Linked DNA regions of Mus musculus: region 2 is linked to region 1. The links are chromatin contacts, called in public promoter capture Hi-C maps. All regions are on one chromosome and are shown on one strand. Each heading gives the region's core, a stretch centred on a gene start, on an enhancer-like site or on the middle of the called end of the contact. The rest is flanking DNA. Distances are from core to core; before and after follow the strand shown.

Evidence for each region. Promoter capture Hi-C pulls out the DNA fragments that hold promoters and counts their contacts.
Region 2: a promoter capture Hi-C map of embryonic stem cells shows a contact between it and region 1, with 10 read pairs. The contact joins the promoter of Bmyc here to the promoter of Abca2 in region 1. A contact is called at or near these places in 2 of 39 promoter capture datasets (embryonic stem cells and liver).

The regions. Positions count from the first base shown.
Region 1 is chr2:25,426,129-25,432,277 of GRCm38.p6, forward strand. It overlaps Abca2 (ATP-binding cassette, sub-family A (ABC1), member 2), which reads left to right and starts at 2,471. Exons shown (of 49, transcript NM_001368624.1): 1 at 2,471-2,707; 2 at 5,868-5,961. The coding sequence starts at 2,642. Fut7 (fucosyltransferase 7) reads left to right here. Exons shown (of 4, transcript NM_001289453.1): 4 at 1-246.
Region 2 is chr2:25,704,664-25,710,812 of GRCm38.p6, forward strand. Bmyc (brain expressed myelocytomatosis oncogene) reads left to right here and starts at 2,216. Exons shown (of 1, transcript NM_023326.2): 1 at 2,216-3,058. The coding sequence starts at 2,263. The coding sequence ends at 2,775.

The DNA of each region.
Region 1 (6,149 bases), core at 1,221-3,720:
CTGAGGGTCCCTGACTTACCTTGACCCATGGCTGAAGGCTCCATGCCCATGGCTGGAGCTGGGACCCTACACTTCTATAGTCAAGGTGCTTAGCCTCAAGGTTGCAGATGCACCCTCTAGTACTCTGGGTGCAGACTGTACACTGGGCGCAGGGGGTTGTGGAAGGACAGTGCAGATGATTCTGGGCTTTTGACACCACAGTTCCCCCAGGGAAAGAGGCACTACTAATAAAAACACTGACAGAAATCTCCTGGTCAAGTCTGTTAGGCAGCAGAGCTCACCAGCCAGCTTCCTCTGCTCAATTCCCTCCGGCAGCCATTATTGGGTTTCTCGTTTCTGTCTGAGAGCCTTGCTTGAGTGGTACCTTACCAGGAACTCAAAGCCCACGGCAGGTACAGACCTGAGAACTGAGGTCAGACACAGCTGTGGCTGAGGTGCCACATGTCATAGGTCTCAGTGGGAGGTGTGTCCTGTGTGATGGGGTGTGATGTATCCGTTAGGGCTTTCACTGAAGAGCCTGCTGCAGGTGCCCACTGTGTTGGACTGGGTGGGCCAGGAGGAGATGAGAGGTGAGGCTATGAGTGTATGACAGATTGAGCTCCTGGGATGGGCTGGGGCTTGGGTTTGTCCGGGGATGGGGTGGCAGTACAGGCAGGAAGCTGCCCTCCCCCTGTGGTTTGTGGGAAAGGCCTAACCATGGCTTCCTGCCCTAATCTAGCCTCATGGGCTAACTGGAGAGAAGGAGCCTGAGCCTGGGGCTGGGTGGAGTCTCGTGTCCTCTCCCACCAGCCCAGGAGAGGAGCTGGGAAGTGTCAGGAAGCTTTAGCCCTCGATGACGGTTTGCATTCACTTTAAGAGCAAACTGCATGTCCCAGGCTGAATACCACACAGCCTCCCCCTCCTATTCATAGGCCGGGGAAACCCAAACTGGCCTGCAGTCTTCAGACACAGTCCTCAGGACCACAGCTAGTGGCTCTCTGCTGCCCCCTGCCTGCCATATTGGAGAAAATAGTCCTGTGACAGTATCAATAGGCCCACATTCAAACACTTCTAAGGACCCACCAAAGGCCAGGCTCTAAGAGCAGAAAGATGCTAGGCTTACATGAATATGGAGTAGGTGGGGAGGTGGGTGGTGTTGGGGTAGCAAGTAAACCTCTTATATAAGGGACAACCTGTCTTCTCAGTCACCCCTGCTTTCCAGCCCCTTTTGTGCAGTCTGGCTAGAGCAGGGAGGCCTGATCTGGTAGTCACAATGGATGACTGTGGTAAATTTTCACAGTTGTGATGTCTCAGCATCATTTTGAATATAAACCTAACTTTCTCAGGTCAGAATTAGGGCTCTCTGACCTGTAGCAGTTTCCGGTTATGCACACCCAGCCCTTCACGTGGTGTGTCTAGCTCTTCATACCTGGTAAGCATTTCTGCTGCCCTGCCCGCTGGGCATCTGCCTCACCTGCATGGAAATCGCAGGTGGACTGCAGTGACCCCAGGCATATGCACCTTACGTGTTCTAAATTCAGTTAAAACTATGTAAGAAATGTGTTTGGATGATACCCTGGACCTCAAAACAGCTGTCTCCACCTGCAGAGAGAGAGAGAGAGAGAGAGAGAGAGAGAGAGAGAGAGTATTTTGGACAGGGTCTCATGTTGCGCAGGCTAGCTTTGAATTCTCTATATAACCAAGGATGACCTTGAATACTTCATCCCTTCTGCCTCTGCCTTTTTGATGCTGGGATTACACGTGCGTGGTTGCTCTCTATTATTTATTTTATTGAGATATGGTCTCTCTATGTAGACCAGTGTGGACTTGAACTCACAAAGATCTGCTTTTCTCTGCCTCCCTGAGCTGAGCGCTGGGTTAAAGGTAAATCTGCCATGACCTGCTGTTGCTCTGCATTTTGATAATCTAGGTAAACGCCATTTCATCAGCAGGTGGTGGCTCGTCTATGAGGAACACAGAATGCTTTTGTGAAGGTGGTCGAACTACCGCAGTCCCTCTCATCAGGCTCCTCTTTAAAATATCTAAGTCACATCGTGTTGTTGCACCTCAAGCCGCGATGGGATTCTCCTAACGGACCAATGTCTCTCCTCTAAATGAGTGACTGACCCTGCTTCCTGTCTCTACAAGTGAGGAGGGTCAATCTAATGGTGACCAAGCCTCCTTCAGTTTTCCAAACAGGACAGTAAACACCTTGGGTACCCCTCTGCGTAAATCTCTCAATTGGAGACTCATATTTGGAATCTCCTGGGAGAAGCATAGGGTACCTGCGTTCTCCCTAGACCTCGGAAAGGTGCGAGCCGGGATCTTGGTTTAGATGGGGGCTGTGAGGGATCTTGGAAACACTGCATTATGGGTCCAGTGAGCAGCGAGGCCTAGTGCTGTGCGCAGGTGCAGGCGGGCGCGGGCGCCCCCTGGCGGCTACCCGGGCGCAGAGACGCCTTTAAGTGGGGGCGACGGGCGCGGGCGCGACGAGTCTCTGTAGCTGCGGCCGCCGGGGCGGAGCCTGCGAGCAGCAGGTCCTGGACTCTCGAGCGCCCCGCCCCCGCGCGGGCGATGCCGAGCGGCGCGGCCGGCAGCGGGGCCCGGCGGGGCGCGCAGAGGACAGGGCCGCGGCGCTGAAGCGGCGGAGCGCGGCCCGGCCATGGGCTTCCTGCACCAGCTGCAGCTGCTGCTCTGGAAGAACGTGACGCTGAAGCGCCGGAGCCCGGTGAGCGAGCCGCGCCCGCCCTTAGGGGCTCGCAGGCCGCGCGCCCAATTTGCCGGTGCGCTCTCCGCGTGCACGTGCAGTGTCCAGGCGCGCGCAGACCCCGGGAGGGCGCCACCGGAGACCCTGTTCGGGGCCGGACGATTCCGCGGGCTTCCGGGCCTCCGGCAGTGGGTTCGGCTGTGCCCTGGTCCGCTGACACTCGCAGCGCACGGCTGAGTCACGGGCCGGCGCCCTCCGCAGCGCTTTCTGGCAGGCTGGGGTGGGGGCAGGTGGTCCCTGGACTTCAGCTAGAGCTAGGTGCAGGTTCCTGGTCCAGAGCGCTAGCTGGGACACACCATTCAGCTTAGGGACTCAGAGCCCTGGTCCCATCATCTCTGGGGCCCCCATAGGAACCTGTCTTTTCATTCCCTTTACTGGTACTCTGCCCTTGGGCAAGCACCTTAGGCTGAAGCTGGTACCAAACAGCCTTCGCCGCCGCTGCTACCGCCCTCCTCCTCTTCCTCCTCCTCCTCCTCTTCCTCCACCACTACCACCACCACCACCACCACCACCTTCTCCTCCCTTCATCTCCTTTCCTAACCCATCCTGGCAAGTCACAACCCTTACTCCTGCTTTCTCATCCCTGGGAATGTCCTTGTTGTGTGGACTCAACCTGTTAAATCCCAGCACCCTTTGGGGCCAGTTTCTCCTGAGGCTGCTCCTCTGATTTCTCCTGCCTTGGGCCTCTCTTGGGGCTGGGTTCTGCTGAGCTTCTTAGTACCTGTCTAGGCCAGGCAGGGTATAAAGAGTGTTGGGGTACGAGTCCTGTGTGAGGAGCAGGATGCCAGGCACGGATGGCGTTTGCAGTGTTGGTTTTCATCCCAGTCCCTGGAAGAGCAAGGGCATCCAGAGAGTCCTGGGCCAGCAAGAGTGTCCGAGGGCCCTTGGGATTTTCCAGGATGGAGACAAGAGAGTGCAGGACCTAAAAGAAGGGCCTTAACCAGCTCATACCCAGGGACCCCTTGGGCAGCAACACTCCACCTATGTTCTTTGAGTACTTTAGATTCATAATAAGAAACTCTGGTCTGTAGGCAGGGTGGGTAGCAGTCATCACCACAGCCTGGCAGAATTCCCGTGGGCACCTGGCCCTGGCTGATTGCCAGGACTGGGTACATTCTCTGTTCTGGTTGGCTGGTGTGGGGTCTGAAGGGGCAGCCCTGTGACTATAGCTTTTGAGTCCCTGGGAAGAAGGGACACAGAGTGTATGTAGGCATGCCTTAGTGCTAGCTAGCCCAAAGTTGCTTATCAGGAACACCCCTCAGGGCTTGGGAATAGAGGCCACAACATAGTTCCTGCCACAGCAAGTTGGGAGAAGAGTCCAGCTGTGTGACAGTCAGTTGGAGGTGCCCGTTGCCTTTTCCCTAGGACTGACCCCTGCCTGTTATGTGGATCTGTTGGGTTTTCCTGAATTCGCATGCTTCAACATTCCCAGAGACCAATTAGACCACAGAGGAGATCCATAACCTATGGCTGAGCTACCAGCAGTGGCTGTCTTCTTCCAGGAAGACAGTTTTTGCTGGTGTCAGGGGTGTGCCCATGCAAAGCTTGTGATCTGGAGGGGACCTCAGGACTTCTGCCCTGCTTGCTTCCTTCGCTCAAGTACTACCCTGCCTTGTTGTAGGGACATGGGTAGTACATGGGACATGGGTCCACCCTGGCACCCTTAGGAGGATCACCAGTATAGAGTAGTTGTGGTGGAAGCTAACATCACACGTGGGTATCACCTGCTACCCTCCCCATCCCCCATCACAGCGAGCACAAGGCTGCTCAGGCCCAGGGTGAGCATGGAGATATTGGGGCAGTGTGGAAGCACGGGACTTGTCTTGAGAGACAGAATCCCTAGGTCACTTGCGGTCACCTAGGTAAGACAGGTAGCGCTGGACCTGTGCTGTGAGCCTGTAACCAGATGCCCCTCTGTTGCCCTCCGCCTCCCAGCTAGGACTCTTTCTCCCAGCAGCTCATGCGCAGCCGTTGCTATAGTGATAGGGGAGCCAGCCTGGCCTGCGCTGCAGTTACTCGGGCAGAGGTGCCCAGGGCAGGGCAGATGTGCCTGTGGTCGGGTAAGTGTGGGTAGGGCTGTCTCTTGAGCTGTGACCCCTGCTACTCTGTATGCGTGAGACACCGTGTCCTGCAGCCCTGGGTGTACATACCACCTCCTCAACTGGCCCTGGACTCCATCCTGGCTGGAGAGGAGGTGGAGGCTGGCACAGGCTGAGGCGGGTGAGGGTATAGACAACACAGCAGGGTGTTCTGATCACAGAGAGCTATTGTCAGCACAGTGGGCACAACCAGGGACAAGCTGGGCACGGACCCACACCACTCCTGGGAGGGGCTTCAGAGTCTGCTTCAGATGGTGACGAGGGTGAAGGAGACCTGAGGCGGAAGAGCCATGGAGGAGGACGGCTTCTGCAGGGCTGACCCTCTCTTTCCTGGGATCTTAGAGGCAGGAGCTCCCAGTCTATTTCCTGGACTTCCTCCCTGAGCTGAGGTGGGGGCAGGAATTGGTAAAGCCCCTTTTTCTCCACATGGTATGGGAGGTGAGTCTGGCCTCCCTTGGCAGCCTGGCCCTGGGAGGTTAGGGCAGGACAAAAGGCTTCTTGCCACAAGGACTATGTTAGCCAGAGGCTCAGTGCCCTGGTCACCTGCTGGGCCTTGCTTATACCAGGCCTCACCTCTCTGAGTCAGCACAGAGTTACAAGGCTGCTGCGGCAGAGGAGGTGAGAGATGGCGTAGGGGCTCCAGGCACAAAGAGGCCACATGTGGCCAAGATTGTACCCGTTTGTCCTATTGGTTGGGTCAATGAATGGGTCACGGTTGACAACAAACTGGCTGACTTTTGACCTCTTCAGAGAGTAGGCGGTCCATGCTTTGACAGGCACAACCTAGGGGCCCCATTTAGTGGTACCACATAGCACTCACCGTCTTGGTATACTGGGAGGGACTACAATCTTGGGTGGACCTGAGAAACCTGTGCTGACCCTTCATGGCCACTGGGTGCTTGTGGGTAGGCTGGTCCTTCTAGGAGATCAGGAGGGCCTAGGCCAGCACATGTTTGTCATGTCCAGTCCTGGGCAGGCAGTGGACAGACTGCATGTGGCCTCATGTGGCCCACCCTTTCCAGTGGGTCCTGGCTTTTGAGATCTTCATCCCGCTTGTCCTCTTCTTCATCCTGTTGGGACTGCGGCAGAAGAAGCCCACCATCTCTGTGAAGGAAGGTGAGGTGCAGGCATAGCCCGGGCACGTGGGTGGGCAGGGAGGGAGCAGCGTCCTTTCTGTGCACGAGTCCGCCTGAGGTTCTCTGAGGCCACAGCCCCAAGTGCCTGCTCCCTATGTGATCCTAGCCACACATGGCTAGGTCATGGAGGTCATGGCTGGCCATGGTGCCCATGAATGATGGAGTTGC
Region 2 (6,149 bases), core at 966-3,465, 280 kb after region 1:
AGGGGCTGGGCAGAGAGCAAGATAGAGCCTAGGGCACTTAAAAATGTTGCTATTACACTACTTGTGTTTATGCAGTCTTGCACAAGCCTCGGCCTAGGTGTGGAGGTCCTGGCAGGGCTTTATAGAGGCAATTCTCTTTCCAATTTTACAAGGTCCTGGGGGTCGAGTCAAATGACCAGGCTGTGCATGGCCCGTGTTTGTACTCAGTCATGGACCAACACTGCTGGTACCCAGTCAGGTAAAGAATAAAACATTTCCAGTGTTCACAAGACAGTTGCTACTTAGTTTTAGCTGTATGTACTGTTTTGGTGGCTCCCAACTTACATCTCAAGATAGACATTAAAGGCTCCAGCCAAAATTTTTAAAAAATAACTCCTTGTTAAAATTAAAATCCTAGCACTTGGGAGGCACTCTGTTCACTGAGTTTTAGGCCAGCCTGCCCTGTACATCTGGGACAGTCACAGCTACAAAGTGGAACTGTCTTGGAAACACAAACAAACAAACAAACAAGCAAACAAATTAAAACTCTTTGGGGTAGAGAGATGCTCAATGGTAAAAGCGCTGGCTGCTCTTGCAGGGGTGCCAGGTTTTACTCCTAGCATCTACGTGGCCAGTCCTGGCATTGTCTGTAACTCCAGCCCCAGCTCATGTTCACACAGGCAAAAAAACAATGTGTATAAAATAAGACTAAATGAATCATTAAAAATATTTAAAAAATTAAAACTCCGAAGAGTTAAAAGTAAACACAAAATATTAAGTTACTATTTTTTAAAGTTGGTCTTCTTGAACATGTGGGTGCTGGAAACCAAACCGAGGTCCTCTGGAAGAGTAGCCAGGGCTCTCTACCAGCGAGCTATCCTTCAGCCCCACTCACTTAGAAGTTTAATACAGACCTCAAATATCTATAACAACATATTGTCCAGAAACCAGAAATGTTCTTGAAATCATTATTTTTCCTTTCTAAAAATTTGATATAAAATAAGGAAAGAAAAGAGAAAATAGGTTAGATCTTTTAATTTTTTTTAAAGAATTCTGTGTTATGGATTTTCTTGTTTGTTTGAGCCAAGTTCTCACTATGTAGACCAGGATATCCTGGAACTTACTATGTAGCCCAGCCATGGTAATCCTCCTGCCTCAGCCTTCCAATGTATGAGCTGCCTTGACTGCTTGGCATTATGTAATATTTAATCATAAAGTGTTTTAGAAGTTTAATTCATGCCTAAATTTAATGTGTAGCTCACACATATTTGTATCTACATTTTAGAAAATTTGCAGGAGCCATTCATAGATGCAAGCATCATATACTCATTACAGGTGTGTGGGATGATGCTGGAGATGGTCTCTGTAGTTAAGATCTCTCGCAGAGATCCAGAGGTCCTGGGCCTTAGTTCGCAGCACTCACACAGAGGCTCACACTGTCCTGACACAGTTCCAGGGGATCAGTCTTCCTCTTTGGGTCTCCATGGGGACTGGGCATGTAGGTGATGATGCACTTACATATATGCAGGCAAATCATTCATACACTTAAAATGATATAAATAAATAAAAAAAATAGTGTAGCTTTAAGAAAACCCTTGAAGACCCGAAGCAAGTATGCCACCACAGAGATCCTTGAACGCGGGTTTATTACGGACATTTCCACAATAGCTGTTCCGGAACCAAGGTGTCCATCGTCAGAGGAACGGACAATAAAGATGTGGTTCGTATGTGGAAGTGGAACATTTTCAGTCATAAATGAGAGCAAAGAGTGTCATTTGCAAGAAATGGATGGAATTGGAGAGTATCATATTAAATGAATTAAGTCAGTCTCAGAGAGACAAGATCTTTGCTTTTTTCATCCATGGGTTCTCGATTTCATAGGTACATGAAATCACACGTGTTACAAATGACATGAAAGTAGAAGAGTCACTGGGCGAACGAAGAGGACTGAGAGGTGGAGAGGTAGACACTAGCAGGAAATGAGTGAGAGTATGCGGAGAATAGGTTATCTGCGTCCACGAAAATGTATCCTGTGCACGTAGGATGCAGCGCCTATAGCCCCTCTCCGTAAGGTGGCGCGATACTTTGAGCGTGGCGTCTGGCGACGAGCTGACGCCTCCTCCCTCCGCTGCAGCCGGAGACCGAGCCTGGTGAAGGGACTGTCGGGATTGTCGGAAGTGAGGGTCTGGGAAGGGGAGTGGTTCGGGGCTGCTGCGCAGCGCGCCAGGTTTCCGCAGCAGCCCTGCACCCCTCCGGGTCGCCTCCAAACGCAACGCCGCGACCATGCCCCTCCACGTGAGCCTCGCTAACGGCAACCGCGACCTGGACTATGACTCGGTGCAGCCATACTTCATGTGCGACGATGAGGAGGAGGACGTGCACCACCAGCAGCCGCCGCAGCCGCCAGCGCCCAGCGAGGACATCTGGAAGAAATTCGAGCTGCTGCCCACGCCGCGCCCGTCCCCGGGCCACGCCGGGCTCTACTCGCCTCCCTGCGAAGCGGTCGCCGTGTCTTTCGCCCCCAGGGACCACGACGGTGATAGCTTCTCCATCGCAGACCTGCCCGAGCTGCCAGGAGGAGACGCGGTGAAGCAGAGCTTCGTCTGCGACCCGGATGACGAGACCTTCGTGAAGAACATCATCCTGCAGGACTGTATGTGGAATGGCTTCTCGGCCTCCGCCAAGCTGGTCTCCAAGCTGGACCCCTACCAGGCTGTGCGCAAAGAAGGCACCGGCGTGAGCCTGGCCGCCGACGTGGAGCCTGCTACGCCTCCAGACTGCACCTGCAACACCTGAGCGCACAGCACGGGGGGCTTTGGACTGTAAGCTTCAGCCATGTTAACTGCCTCAAATCCTGGGCGTAAGAGAACCCTCCCCTCCCTCTTTTCTTTTTTAAGCTTGCCACCCTTCCTCACTCCCCTTAACAGATTTGTATTTGTTTAAAAAAGGAATCTTAAAGTATATCAATTTTCCAACATCAGCTGGACCCTTAAGTGTAAATAACATCAATAAAAACGTCTTATCAGTTATACAAGATTTTAGGATATGAAATATAAAAAGGTATATTTTCCTTTCAAAAGCTGATTCTTTTTTATTGTTTAAAGAAAATCAAAGTAATTCGGAAATATGTTGAGCCCATGCTTAAAAAAAAAACAGCTTTATGAAACATAGCAAAATAAGGAACCGAGGAGCTACAGACAATACTACTGCTAAAAGTAGACTAAAAGTAAGAAAGGGGAACTTTATGTGACCAAAAAGGAAAAGAAAAAAGAAAGAGGAAAAGACAAAAGATGAGATAGATGCATAAACAAAGTTAGATAGACTGAGGGGTTTTAAACAATTGATATAATTTTAAAAATAAAATAAAGGTACTACTGAAGCATAGCAAAAAGGTGAATCAGGAGAGGCAGGAAAAAACAAACAAACAAACAAAAAAAACCTCCAGAGTACCGGTGCCTCGCCTCTCTGGCTCCTCTGTCTTTAGACACTGCTGGGTGTATGCGGGGAGGTGGTGTGGTGGTCACCTGAAGTGGAGACTGTCTCTTACAATTTAGGCTGTTGCTGATCCTACAAGAACCAAGTCAACAGCAGAGCTGTGATCATTAGGTACTTTGCTTGAGCAAGTACCAGGGCCCACTGCTGGCCACACTTGACTTTGCAGTCTGAGTCTGGGCAGCCCTCTTACCCCTCCCCCTCCTGAGCTTCTTCAGTTTCTTCACCCAGGAGAAGCTGAAGTTCTAGCTGAGATGAGGGTAGTGTCTTCCAGGTGTGTAGGGAGCAGGGCAAGCAGTCATGGTGCAGAGACGGGTGTGTGGACCTGTCTTCCTACTTTCTAGGCCTGCTAAAGTGGGGTCTGTGACTGGGATTCAGGACAGACCACTGCAGCTCCAGAGAACTCAGACCCCACAGGGGGACACTCAAAGCTCAGTAATGACACATTTGCCAGCCCAGGCTGTGTGCTGCCAAACTGCAGAGTCCTCTCAGTTGATAAGGTCAGCTGCAAGCAACAAGGATGGGGTCCATTCCCCCATGCCCTCCGCTGCAGAGCCCAGCTTCCTGCCAGTGGGAGTCTGTGGGCTCTCAATACCAGTCCCCTATTCTCTACAGCTGCCTCCCAGGCTCTCACCCTGGAGCCCTGTGGCAGGTCTCTGAATTGCCATGGTTCCCTGTTCTTGGCCTCTGAGCTAGATCAGGTTTAAACAAGAGGTTCCTTCTCAGCAGAGATCCTGGCCACAGCCCTCAGAGCTGGGATACTGTTCTCCACATCTGGAGCACCTGGCTAGGAAAGTGACTGCTCCTAACAAGAACAACAGCTGGATTTGTGGTTTGACTTGACTTGAGGATAGACCAACCAGGCTCTGTGCACAAGGCCACCTTGCTGACCTTTGCCTGAGGTTCTGACTCCTCCCTCTAGAATAGCCACCATACTGGAGCTTGGCTTGACTATGGAAAAGGACTAGGATTGGCTCAAGACACCCCAAGAGCAAGTTCTCAGCACAAAGGGGATTGATTTGCCCCAGAGGAACAAGGCAGGGAGTAAGAGACAAAGCCAAGAGCTAGAGGATGAGAGAGAAGCAGGGAAAAGAACAAGGGAGAGGAGGAGGGATGCTTGTCCCGGGGCTGCAGGAGATGGGGACCCATGGGAGATGATGGCAAAGGGCTGCTTCTTGATAGAGAAGGGACAGATGTGGCACAAAGGCAAATGGTGATTTGTAAAGGTAAAATGGGAAACTCAATGTTAGGATAAGGTAAATGATTTTATTTAGGTATGTTAACCAGGGTGCCCAAAGTGGGCTTTGATAGCTGGATTTCAATACTTTGATCGCTGGATCTTAGTAGTCAGCCTAAGGAGGCCAAATAAGTGGTCACGTAAGGGAATGGGTCTTAGTGGCCAGCTTTAGGAATGTAATATAATGGCTTTTAGCAGGGCAGAGGGAATGGGGGAGAGGGCAAGGCCGGCCACAGTCACACTCACCATGCATGGGCTGGCTAGAGTCCCTTCAGCTTGCTTCCTTCTGTTGAATGGCATCTGTTTCTACACATTCCCAGCTGTCCTGTCACTGTCTTCCTGAGTGTCTAACAGGTCCTCTCTTTCTCTGTGAGAGCAGCTCTCTAAATAGATTTTTTCTTATCCTGACTCTTCTTCACCAGGGCCCATGCAGTCACCTTGTTAGCCTTCCTTTAACTGCAAGTTCTGGATTAGGTTTTGACCATGCCAAAGAATTGTAGTCGTTGTTACTCAGCCATTTGTGAAAGTTTTCCATGTTGCCCATCAGTAATTAGGTCGCCTGTTTTGTTCTTGTGCCCTGTGAGCCTCTGGCTGAGGGCCTTCAGCTGGGCACTCTGGGAGTGCCTGCTCAGAGTTTAACTTGGCTCTGAGAACAAAATCACACAGATTGTGTGGCTCACAATCAGAAATTGATTTCACAGTTTCTGAGCCAGAGGAGCCCAAGGACAAGGAGCTGGCAGTTTGATGTTTGCTGAGGTCCCACTTCCTGGCTCTCAGATGAACCACTGGATCTTTACATGGTAGAAGGGAAGAACCCTAGTCCCCTCTGCTCCCTTCAAACTATCAATTACACTATGAGACCTGCACCTCTGAAAGACCCCAACCCCCCCATCCCCCCCCCCCCCCCCCCCCCCCGCTGAATCCCATCTCCTTGAACTGAGGTCTCAACACACAGCATGTAGGTAGACACAAACATCTGGGCCTTTGTGAGGCTCTCTGAAAGTCAAATCCTGTCTGAGCTGTGACAACTAAGACTCTTCCACTGTCCTTCAGATCTTGGTGTCCAGTGGTATTATCCAACCATCTTTGAACTTGCTGCTCACAAACTGTTTCCTTTGATGGGAAAGGCTGGGAGAGGGGGAAGGAGAGGAAGAGGATGTGAGGAAGGGGGTGGGGAGCATGGAGGGGGTTTGAGGAGAGGGAGAAGAGGTGCCAGAGAAGAGGATTTTTTTCCCACAGGAGAGAGATGACCTCTGTGTTGCTACAGGTTCTCCCTGGAGCCAGAAAAGCTGGAGTTATGAATGGCTTCACAGAATTAGACAGAATGATCACAGGACACAAGCCCCCGGAGCTCAAAGTCACCTAAGCAGTTGTGGGTGGAAGAGCTGAGATTCCATTCAGGTGTGCTGGCCACACCCTCACTGTAACTACAGGGCTTTGG